Linked DNA regions of Mus musculus: region 2 is linked to region 1. The links are chromatin contacts, called in public Hi-C maps. All regions are on one chromosome and are shown on one strand. Each heading gives the region's core, a stretch centred on a gene start, on an enhancer-like site or on the middle of the called end of the contact. The rest is flanking DNA. Distances are from core to core; before and after follow the strand shown.

The links. Hi-C and Micro-C count contacts between places; a contact is called where the count stands out from the background.
Region 2: a contact with region 1 is called in a Hi-C map of liver, with 2.5 times the contacts expected there. The contact joins two enhancer-like sites. A contact is called at or near these places in 1 of 39 promoter capture datasets (embryonic stem cells), 1 of 15 datasets of contacts at CTCF or cohesin (embryonic stem cells), 66 of 484 Hi-C or Micro-C datasets (the AML12 cell line, B cells, CD8 central memory T cells and 45 more), 27 of 115 datasets of contacts at active chromatin or transcription factors (the 230-238 cell line, bone marrow-derived dendritic cells, bone marrow-derived macrophages and 13 more) and 3 of 9 other capture datasets (adipose tissue, liver and pancreatic islet).

The regions. Positions count from the first base shown.
Region 1 is chr15:88,847,863-88,853,086 of GRCm38.p6, forward strand. No RefSeq gene overlaps it. Among named protein-coding and RNA genes, the nearest start is that of Gm33049, 4.0 kb to the right of the region's middle. Within about 2 kb of position 2,864, at least 93 of the 459 cell types and tissues checked have an H3K27ac peak or open chromatin away from gene starts, as enhancers often do. A contact at or near this core is called in adipose tissue and liver, where this site is marked.
Region 2 is chr15:88,918,567-88,923,790 of GRCm38.p6, forward strand. Ttll8 (tubulin tyrosine ligase-like family, member 8) reads right to left here. Exons shown (of 12, transcript NM_172818.3): 9 at 965-1,113. Among named protein-coding and RNA genes, the nearest start is that of Ttll8, 33 kb to the right of the region's middle. Within about 2 kb of position 3,070, at least 40 of the 459 cell types and tissues checked have an H3K27ac peak or open chromatin away from gene starts, as enhancers often do. A contact at or near this core is called in adipose tissue and liver, where this site is marked.

The DNA.
Region 1 (5,224 bases), core at 1,614-4,113:
CTTCAGATCTCTGTCCTCAAGCTTGACTCGTACCCAAAGCCTTTCCAGGTTGGCTATTGCTCACATTCTCCTGTCTTCTGCATCTCAGAAGGAGGAGGCCTAGGACTTGTTTAGAGTCCACTCCCCTGTCCTTAGCCCCACGTCCACAGGATAGGGTATGGCCAAGCATCCTGGCTTACATACCTTTAATTCCAGCACTCAGAAGGCAAGTGTATGTGGATCTCTGTGAGCTCAAGGCTAGGGCCATGGGGAAAGCAGATAGACTATATTGCCAGGAGTACTGCCCTGCTTAGAAGACTCTAACAGTCCCTAACAGACTCTAACAGTACCAAGATGAGGTGCTTGGTAGTGCTCTTCCTGGGCCTGGAATGTTGACTCTCCTTGTCCTCAAGGAGCCAGGCCCAGGCCCTCCCAACTGACCTTCAGGTGAGGAGACATTCTGGGACCCAGAAGAGTCTAGACCCTGACTGTGGTACATGGCTGACCTTTGGCTGAAGCAGAATGACAGGGCTGAAGGTTTGGGGACTGGCAGTATGTGGGTACAGGTCTCTGGCAGGCAGAGGTACTTGATATGAATGGCCAGGCTCAGTGTGGCTCTAAATTGAGCCTTGACTAGATGCAGGTGAGTGTTGTGAGCCTGTGGGATACATCACACCTCCATATAAATATGCACAAGGACTTCCTAAGATCTTGGATCCTTTTCCTATGGCCCTGCCAACCTCCAACCCCCAACCCCCAACCCCTGCCCAGGGTCACTGTTGTCTAGCCCAGGTGAGATATAGGCCTGTTACATCAAGAGTCCCTCTCCTGCAGTAAATAACAGCTGAGGGACATCCCTTTACCAGAGGGTCCCCAGTTTGTCTTGTGCCTGGCCTGGGCTTGGTCCTGCCCACCAGGATGTGAGGCTGTAGCAGCCTCAGTGTCTATCCTGGTTACTGCCCAACCCAGTCCTCAGCATGACCACATGACATCCTAACACCAAGAGGGAAGGAGCAGGGCTTTAGGCCTCCCATCCTTCAAGAGTGGGGCACATTGTTTTGGTGGCCAAGTTGGCTGGGGAGCCTGTACCCAGCCAGTTCTGGACCCTATGCCAATACTCTGAACCAAGAATCATATAGGACCAGGGTAGATGGGCATGGGGACACTGGCTGGGGGCAGGCCCACTCTTGTCATCTTGTGGACCCAGCCGAATACCAAGTGCATACTGTCCTGCCTCCAGAAGAACCTAGGCACCTGATGTGGGGAAGGGCAAGTAGTTGATCCTGTCCCAAGGAGAAGCTTTAAACTGTCTGTCCTTCCAGAAACCTATCCTGGGGGGTGGGGGAGCCCTTAGTGACTCCCCAGTGGCCAGGCACCTGGCTCTTTGGGAAGCTGCCCAGATCATTTCACCAGATGTTGTTGTTGTTGTTGTTGTTGTTGTTGTTGTTGTTTTTTCAAAGATTTATTTATTTATTATATGTAAGTACACTGTAGCTGTCTTCAGACACATCAGAAGAGGGAGTCAGATCTCGTTACGGATGGTTGTGAGCCACCATGTGGTTGCTGGGACTTGAACTCAGGACCTTTGGAAGAGCGGTCGGGTCTCTTACCTGCTGAGCCACCTCACCAGCCCTTGTTGTTCTTTTTAATTAATTTAGTGTGTGTATGTATGTGTGTGTGTGTGTGTGTGTGTGTGATATGTATTTGACTAAGAGCTCACACACACCACGACATATGTATGGAACTTAACGAACAACTTTTGGAAGAGGGTTCTCTCCTTCCATTGTGGGCTTCAGGTACCACACCCAGGTCATCAGGCTTACAGAGCAAGCAGCTGTAGCATCAGCCCCCACCAGGCCATCTACAGCAGCTCTAGGACCCGGAATGGCGGAGTTGTCCAGTACATATGGCCACACAGACCTTGTCTCATGAAGCATCCCTGTCCAGACTCTAGCTGTTAGCATCCTGTGCTTGGGGGTACTTGGAGTTCCTTGGTAGAAGTCTCAGCCTGTACTGTCACAGGAGACCCTCCAGCATGTGCCCTTGTCCCATAGTTCCTTTTAGAGTTTGTCTCTCCCATTGTCTCTGGTCCCACTGAAGGTACTATGTCAGCAAGTAGCCAGGTGTCTCAGATGTCAAGCATTGTGGAGGTTGCTTCTACAGCTGCTAGAGGAGTGACAAGAAATATAAGTGACTCTGGAGCGTCTTTCCTAGCTCCAGATCCTGGAAGCAGCCATTTGTCACATTAGCGCTGTACCACTCCCTGCCTCATTTAGAAACTCAAAAAGGGACCACTCCTCGGGCCTCTGTGGGACCGTTCCATCTTGTCCTTCCTAACTCCCACTCTTGGCCAGGGACCTTTAGAGTGCATGTTGGGGACCCAGCCACCCCGTCTTAGAGCAGATCTGGGCCAGGCCATGGGAGAGTTGGGTGTGGGCAGGATGTCTGGCAGAGCTATTGCTGAAGCTAGTCACTGTCCAAAGAGAGCCAGTACCCAGGAGGGGCCTCAGCAGGGATTGGAGCCAGCCCTGACAAGTTTGGCTTCTGTCACAAGCATAGCATCCAGAGACAGCACATGGCTGCAGCTGGGTCCCCAGGGCCAGAAGGGACAACCAGGATAAAGTGGAAGTGCAAGACCCCACTTCCATAGGGCTCCGGAAATGCCCGAGGCAGCAGAGAGGCTGTGGGGAGTACCCAACACAAGGGACTCCTCCTGCGTGCTATGTAGAGGGCTCTGTGGAAGCCACAGGGACAAGCTCGGCACGTGTCCTGACCAGGCTACTTTCCCTGCTGGCCCTGAGCCACGGCCAGTTGGGGACACAGTGTGCAGAGGGAACAGGGTGTGTGTTTGCTCAGGGCGCCTGGAGCCCGGCATGGGACAAGGGCCCATTGTGTCCCCAACCATCCTGGCTAGTCTGGCCCCACTGGCCCCTCCATGGTGCTCCACCTCCATCTCTGCCCTGTGACCCCTCAGCACTGTCCACAGCCCTCTCTCTTCTCAGCACGCATTTGAATCACCTTGCCAGCACTAAGCCTCTGTCCGCACTTAATGCCCTGAGACCTCCTACCTATACCCACACCCCATGTTCCTCTCTTCACCACCCCCTCCCACGCTGCCCACTGCCCTTCCATCAACATCCCCACCTGGTGGCCCCAAGTTCACACAGGTCATGACACACACATGATACACATCCTGATGCTGGCTCACTCGCTCCAGGCTCACACAGGTCCCATCCACAAGCACAAACCCATCTCCTCTGTATCCCCAGAGCCTCCCTCAGGGTGACTTGGTGATCCCAGAGATGGGAATGTGATTCTATCAGCCCTAAGGAATGGAAAAGCTGGGCTGCTGTGAATCTGGCCTGGGGAACATCAAGGTTGGTAACTGAGTAGCCAGGCAGCTAACCCACAGCTAAGGAATGAACTACCAACTGCCAGCTGTGGGGGGGTCGCCTGAGGTTGCTGCCCTGCCAGCCTGCTCCACACACAAGGGCTGTGACAGCCTCTTCCTAAACCCGGTGGGCTGTACTCAGTGAGGCAGAGCCCAGCTACCATCCCCCGTGTCTCCAAGAGACCCTTGTGAGGTAGGTTGGGAAACAGTTGGTGAGTGGCAGCCAGCTTAGCCACATGTGTGGAGGGATTGGGGGCTGGGGGGATGCTGTCTCCATACTCCTCCTCCATGCTGGAGATATGCTCTATTCAGCTGCAGAGTGTCTCCTCATGCCAAGCCTCACAAAATCCTTGGGTTAAGCAGCACTACCTGGCTCACCAGTCAGAAAACTAACCTGAGGCTGGGTATCACGTAGGGCATGTGCTGGGGGCTGGGACCTTGTGGGTATAGGGAGTCAGTGTGCTTGCGGTGTGGGTACTATACCAGTGTGAACTTTACAGAGGTTGAGGGTTGATGGTGCAGAACCGGTCTGACTGGTGCAGCTGTGTGTGTGTGTGTGTGTGTGTGTGTGTGTGTGTGTGTGTGTGTGTGTGTGTGTGTTTGCGCCTTTGCTTTCTTGCTTGCTCACGTGGATGTGTGCACTGGGGCCCAGCCAGGAGGCAGACAGGATAGAAGCCGAGGCTTGTGCGTCATGGGCATTACCTACATCAGGTGGCCACCTGCTGGGGGTGTTGGCTCAGCTGGGAGTGGCAGAACAGGTACAGTTGAGCCTTGGAGGCTAAGATAGAGAGAGGAATAGGTGGGCTGGACAGCACCCAAAGGCACGCTCCACCCATCTTCATAGGTCAGAAGCACAAAGGACATGGCAAAGCTGGGAAAAGCCAAACCTCGCAGGGAGGCCAAACCTGGATCGGGTGCCTGGGTGTTGAAAGACTTCGGTCTCCAGCCCCATCGCAGCCTGTGCTCATCCTAACCTCAGTTCCTGAGCTAAGTTGACACGCTAAGCCCTTGAGCTAGCTGCGGCAGGGCTGGTCTGACAGCTGCCCTGCTCCTCATCCATCCCTTTGACCCCACTGGCCAGGTTGGCTTCCTTCTGGCCTTGCCTGGGAGCCCCTTAGTGGTTCCATATTGGCTTGGACAGGTCACTAAATTACCTCTGCCAGGCAAGATTTCAGAAGAAAAGACCTGGCTGAGGTCCCTTCACCTCTATCAAACCATCCCTACCAGCCTTTGTCCCAAGCTCCTGGGCACCCTTTCTTACCTGATCCTCCAGGACAGCCTCCATGGGCCTAGTTCTAAGTCCAAGTATGACTATATACCCAGTTCCCCTATGGCCACCCTGGGGCCAGCCATTTTGCTTTCTCAAGCCTCAGTTTCCCTACCAATAAACAATAATCAAGAAGATATCAAAGTGGAGCAGAACTTGTCTACGGGTCCTGAATGTATAAGTGCTGCTGACCCTTCCTCTCTCCCACCTGCTAGCCTATTCCCTTGAATAGGAATTGAAGAGCTGGAGGACTCCACCAAGGCCTGAGCCAACTCCCATAACCTCCAGGCCATCCCAATACAGTACACTCCGTATCTCGGCTGCTGGAGCTTACCTAGCTGGGCTTTAGGGCTGCTGGAAGAGACAAAGCCCTGGCTGTGGTCCCAGGATATGCGGGAGCATCAAGCTAGGTCCTGGGGTGAAAGGTAGTTCTGTATGCTGGGAAGAGCCGAGATGACAGACCAGATCAGGATCCGCTCATGGACACTAAAGGTTTCCTCTTAAGTCCTACCAGGTGGGTGGAACTCCCAGCAAACCCATTCTACAGCTGGGAACTGGAGGCCCAACCATTGCCTTTCCTCCTCAGG
Region 2 (5,224 bases), core at 1,820-4,319, 71 kb after region 1:
AAAAAATTTAAGTCACATAACCTGTGAATTAAAAAAAAAACCTTCAGAGTAAGTCAAGAGACCAACAGGATATACAAATTAAAAAGTCTGTTTAAATGCTACAGGAAAATAGAGCATTCTTTAACAGAGACAAGAGGATGCAGCTGATGTCACAGACAGAGGAAATTTGATAGCCGTAAATATTTTATTATTTCACAGGAAAGCCTGGAAATAAATAAACAGCATTTAAATCAGAGACAAGAGAAAAATCCCTCATAGAAAAACTGAGACTGTTGACTTTGGAAACACAAAAATAATTAGGAAGTTACACATGTGCAGATGCTCACATACACATGCATATGCTATCACACATGTGCATACACACATGTACACACATGCACCACCATACACAAGCATATGCACATATGACTATGTGCACATGTGCGCGCGTGCACACACACACACACACCCCATTAAGAAAGAAGACAATGTAATTCTGGCTACACTTTGGGTAGATGAGGCAGAAGTATGAACATGTGGATAAATCACAGGCAAATTTTATGAGGTGTTCAGAATTTGCCTCTCAGGGGTGCTCGGTTTTTACAGGTGAATTTTACCCTGAATCCAGGGGAGAGGAAGTACATTGTTTGAGATGATGATTCCCCTACACCCTTTTTAGAGGCTAGAATAAGCCTGTTGCTAAGATCAAGGTAACACACACCCACACCCACACATACACACCCACACCCACACAAACAAACAAAACAAAAAACCCTAACATTTTGCGGTTGTTTAGTGGATACAAATGAGAAAATCTGAGCTCAAATAGTAAACTCCAGAACAGCACAGTGACAGTGCCCTCTTTCCTCTAGCACAGCTCGGGCCCTCGTCTGACCTTGGCAGCACTTCTCCCCCCACCCGAGAGCAGGTGTCTGTCAAGGTTGGGAACTTGCATAACAGGGAGGACTCTGCCCAGTGAACTCACCTCGACCCCGGGACTTGGCTGCAGGCTTTATGATCCAGATGTTCCGGATCCCATCGATCTCTGTCTGAGGGTTCACAGAACTGATCTTACTCAGCAGAGCTTGGCATTGCGCAAAGTAACTTTTCGAATCAGTGATGGAAGCATTGCCACTAAAAAGCAAGATCCAGAAAGGGCGTGAGGCGCAGAGAGACAGCACTGGTGGATGCCTCTGATCCAGGACAGGCTGATGGCTATATGGCAAGAAAGGGTTAAGGGCAGCCGAGGATACCTACCAGTTGAGGATACCTGGGGTCATGGACTTAGAAGATGGACCTGGGCATTGTGTGTCAAGAACTAAGGCCCCTAAGCCCAGCATGCTAGTGTATACCTCTAACCCTGGCACTTAGAGGCAGAGACAGAGGTGGGGGCAGGGGGCGGGGGGGCAGGGGGGCAGGGGGACAGGGGGGCAGAGGTAGAGGCAGAGGCAGAGGCAGGGGCAGGGGGCGGGGGGGCAGGGGGCAGGGGGGCAGGGGGACAGGGGGGCAGAGGCAGAGGCAGAGGCAGAGGCAGAGGCAGAGGCAGAGGCAGAGGCAGAGGCAGAGGCAGAGGCAGAGGCAGAGGCAGAGGCAGAGGCAGAGGCAGAGGCAGAGGCAGGAGGATCACTGTGAGTTTTAAACCTGCAGGGTTTAACATAGCAAATTCAAGTACAGCCAAGGTTTCACAATAGAGAGGCCCTGTTGGAACAAACAACTCTGACATGTGGATTGTCTACATGGAAAAGGACACCAATCCTGTACCAAAGAAAAACCAGAGATGGGTGGGTCTCTGTGCGAAGATACTGCCTGCACTGTTGTTGTTAGAAAGGTCCTTCTAAGGGAAGCCAAACTGCAATGAGGGCCTACCTGTCCACAGGAGCAGTCAGCTTATTGTCCTGTGAGCATGACTGTCAGCCTGACCTTATGTCCTTGTTGGTGACTTCAGACTTGTAGGAAAAGGCCTAACTTAGAAACCAATCATAATCTCAGGAAATTAGGGCAGGGATCAGTAGAGATGTTTGAGCAGCTTTCAGAATTTGAGGGTACACTGATGGCACCTGGGAGAGAGAGACGTCCACCACAGTACCTGTAGTACCTCTCAGGTTCTCCATATGTGGGCAGACCTGGTACAATGGAGAATGTTTAGTGTCAAGTCCCTGCGACGGCTAAGCCACAATTCTGGCTGCAGCCCTGGAGGTGGAAGCAAGGGTTTGGGGGACAGGAGACATTTATGTTCTGCCTGCCTGCTGGAAAAGGAGAGGCAGCATTGAGGAGAAAGTGAATAATGCCAATCTCTGGCTAGGTGGGTTAGAGTTTCAAGACAGCAAGAGTTGTAGTGGGGTCAGCTTCCACTCCCCGGGTGCAGGGAACAGGTTGGCATGTGATGGAGTGAGCTTGCCTCTCGCTGGCCAGATACCAAGCAGAGCCCACTTCCCTGGTCTACTGAATGTGAGCTTCCTCTGCAGATGTTACGTGTTGGTTAACTATAATGATAGGGTAGCCCTGCCACAGTTAGTACACAGTGCAAACAGGTATAGACAACCGGCAGTGTCCCCACAATACCTTCTGTCTGGTCCATAGAGCTGGGCCAGACTAGTGTAATGGGTGGTATTATCAACAAGGCCTGATAGCATTTACTACTGTGCTCCAGAAAAACAAGCATTTTGCTGTCCCAGTGGGAAAGAAGCCTCATGATCCAGAACACTAGAGCCTGGGTTCTGGAAGTCACCCCTGAAGGTGGGCCAGCACTGGACTCAGCTGTCACCACACCGTGTTATCCACATCACATAATGATAAGATGGAAGCTGTAAAAGTCAAGAGATTGCTGAAATAGGGGAGGAGCCTGGCCTGTTTTCAAACCAATATGGATGCTCAGATTCTAGACATCCGTGCTCAACTGAGAACGGACAGGGACCCTGCAGGTCCCATGAAGAGTAGCCTCTTGGCCTTCTAGGTCCTGACGCACAAGTGTCCATGTGGGAATCTGCAAGTCTCCAGAAGAATCAAACGGGCCCCAAGGCGCTCCTTAGATTGTGGCACTTCTAAGTGGGCAGTCAGAGCAAAGCACCACAGAGCCTGCTCACCAGGCAAAATCATACAGTGTGGTAACACGGGAGCCCAATGCTGCCACCTAGTGGTAAAGTATCGCGGTTCTCTTTTGTAGCAATTTAAGAAAATGATTAGTTTAGAAAGCTCAAACAGAAAAAGTGAAGTTTGGGCATTTTTGCTCATGCGTTCTCTTGTGTCATTATTGCCGGCTCAAGGTACAGTAATGGGCTGCTCAGGAAGTCCTCAAGTGTTATGTTCCAGCCAATGATAGCTAGTTTTCATTCTTTGGCCACAAGGATAGGCTCTGCCTTTCTTGAAACTTACAGCCATGGATGGAGACATGAACACACATTACCCTCTCCCCGACCCCCTCTCTCCTCTTTTTTCTCCTATGTAGTGTCTCTCAGCCTCACAGCTGGGAGAGCTGACCATGGTTGTGCCATTTGCAGTCCTTGCTCTGACACAGCTGGGGTTTGTCAGATCTGCGCTTACAGAGTCTATCTGAGGTTGGGTGCGTCATTTCTGCAGGGATAGAAGATCTGGGTCATAGGGCACGCTGTTCTTGCTTTTCCAAAACGCCGTTGCTCAACACTCCTGCCAGAGCTGCATGAGAGCTGTTGATTCGGGCCAATTCTTGGTGTCTCAAGTCTTCAATTCAGCCATCTGGGTGTGCAGAGAGGTCTCCCATCATGGGTGATTTTTGTTGTTTCTTTTTTTTTTCCTTTTTCAGCTTTTGAGATAAAGTCTCATATATAGCCCAAGCTGGCTTTGAGTTCAAGGTCCTCCCGGGATTACAGGAGTTATCACCAAGGGTTCATTCTGGCTTTAACCTGCATTTCTGGAAAGCTCCAACAATGGTTGCTTTTCTAGTCTGACTGGACAGCTGATTTGTATTTAATAAAGAGTCTATTCTGGGTTTATTCTTGAGGCAGAGTCTCGTGGATCCCAGGATAGCTTTGAACTTGCCATGCACATGAAGATGACCTTGAACTTCTGATCCTCCTGCTACTGCCTCCTGGCCCCATGTCTTTGCAGATACTGTGGTAGGTGTCTCTCTCCCAGGTGCCAGGAGTGTACCCTCAAATCTGAAAGCTGTTCAGACATCTCTACCGATCCCTGCCCTTACACCCCGAGATTGTGATGGGCTTCTAGGTCAGGCCTTTGCCTACAAGTCTGAAGTCACCAGCAAGGACATGGGGTAGGGCTGACAGTCACGTTCAACCAGAGCGTTTGGGGTTACAGGCATGGGCCACCACGTTTAGTTTACGACGTCCTAGAGGATGAACTCGGGGCTTCAAGTAAGAGAGAGAAGCACTCTACAAACCCAGAATTTAACTTGGTCCATTTCTCTCCCCTGACTCGGCAGCTTCTGAGCCTGGACCTCAGTTGGACTTGTGGACAGTGGATCTGTCTTCAGTTCACAGCTTCTATTTTTCATCCTCTTTTCAATGCTTTTTTGAGAAACACAGTTCTCTGGTTTTGTTTGTTTGTTTGTTTTGTTTTGTTTTTTCGAGACAGGGTTTCTCTGTGTAGCCCTGGCTGTCCTGGAACTCACTTTGTAGACCAGGCTGGCCTCGAACTCAGAAATCCACCTGCCTCTGCCTCCCGAGCGCTGGGATTAAAGGCGTGCGCCACCACGCCCGGCTGAGAAACACAGTTCTTAAGCACTCGAAGCCCTGCCGTCAACTTTTTCCTATTAATTGTAGCTAATAATTTCCAGGGTTAGTGGCTAATAAATATGAAGCTATAACCAACCTCACTAGGAAGGAACTGTCTTCAGAACAACTCATACAGGGGGTGTGAGGACAACTCCTGAGAAGAAGAGTGAATAGAGAGCATATGCCTCCTTCGATGGATTAAGTCCTGAACATGCACTGACTTAAAGCACTGTCCTAGTGTCAGACAGATCAGTGGGACACAGCACACAGCCAGGAACAGACAAGTGCATCAGAAGGACTCTCATGATAGCCACGGAGGAGAAGACCAGGTGAGAGCCACACGGGACACAGCGTAACACACATGCACTTGCAGTCCCAGAAAGAGGAGAGAGAGAATAAAGGAGAGGCAACGCTTGTAGAGATAGCGGTCAGAGTCCAACTCTGGGAGAAAAACGTCAACTCATAGTTAAACGACGGGACACACACTCAAACAAGGATGGATACAAAGAAAAGTATTCCTTAGAAACACAATAAAGCAA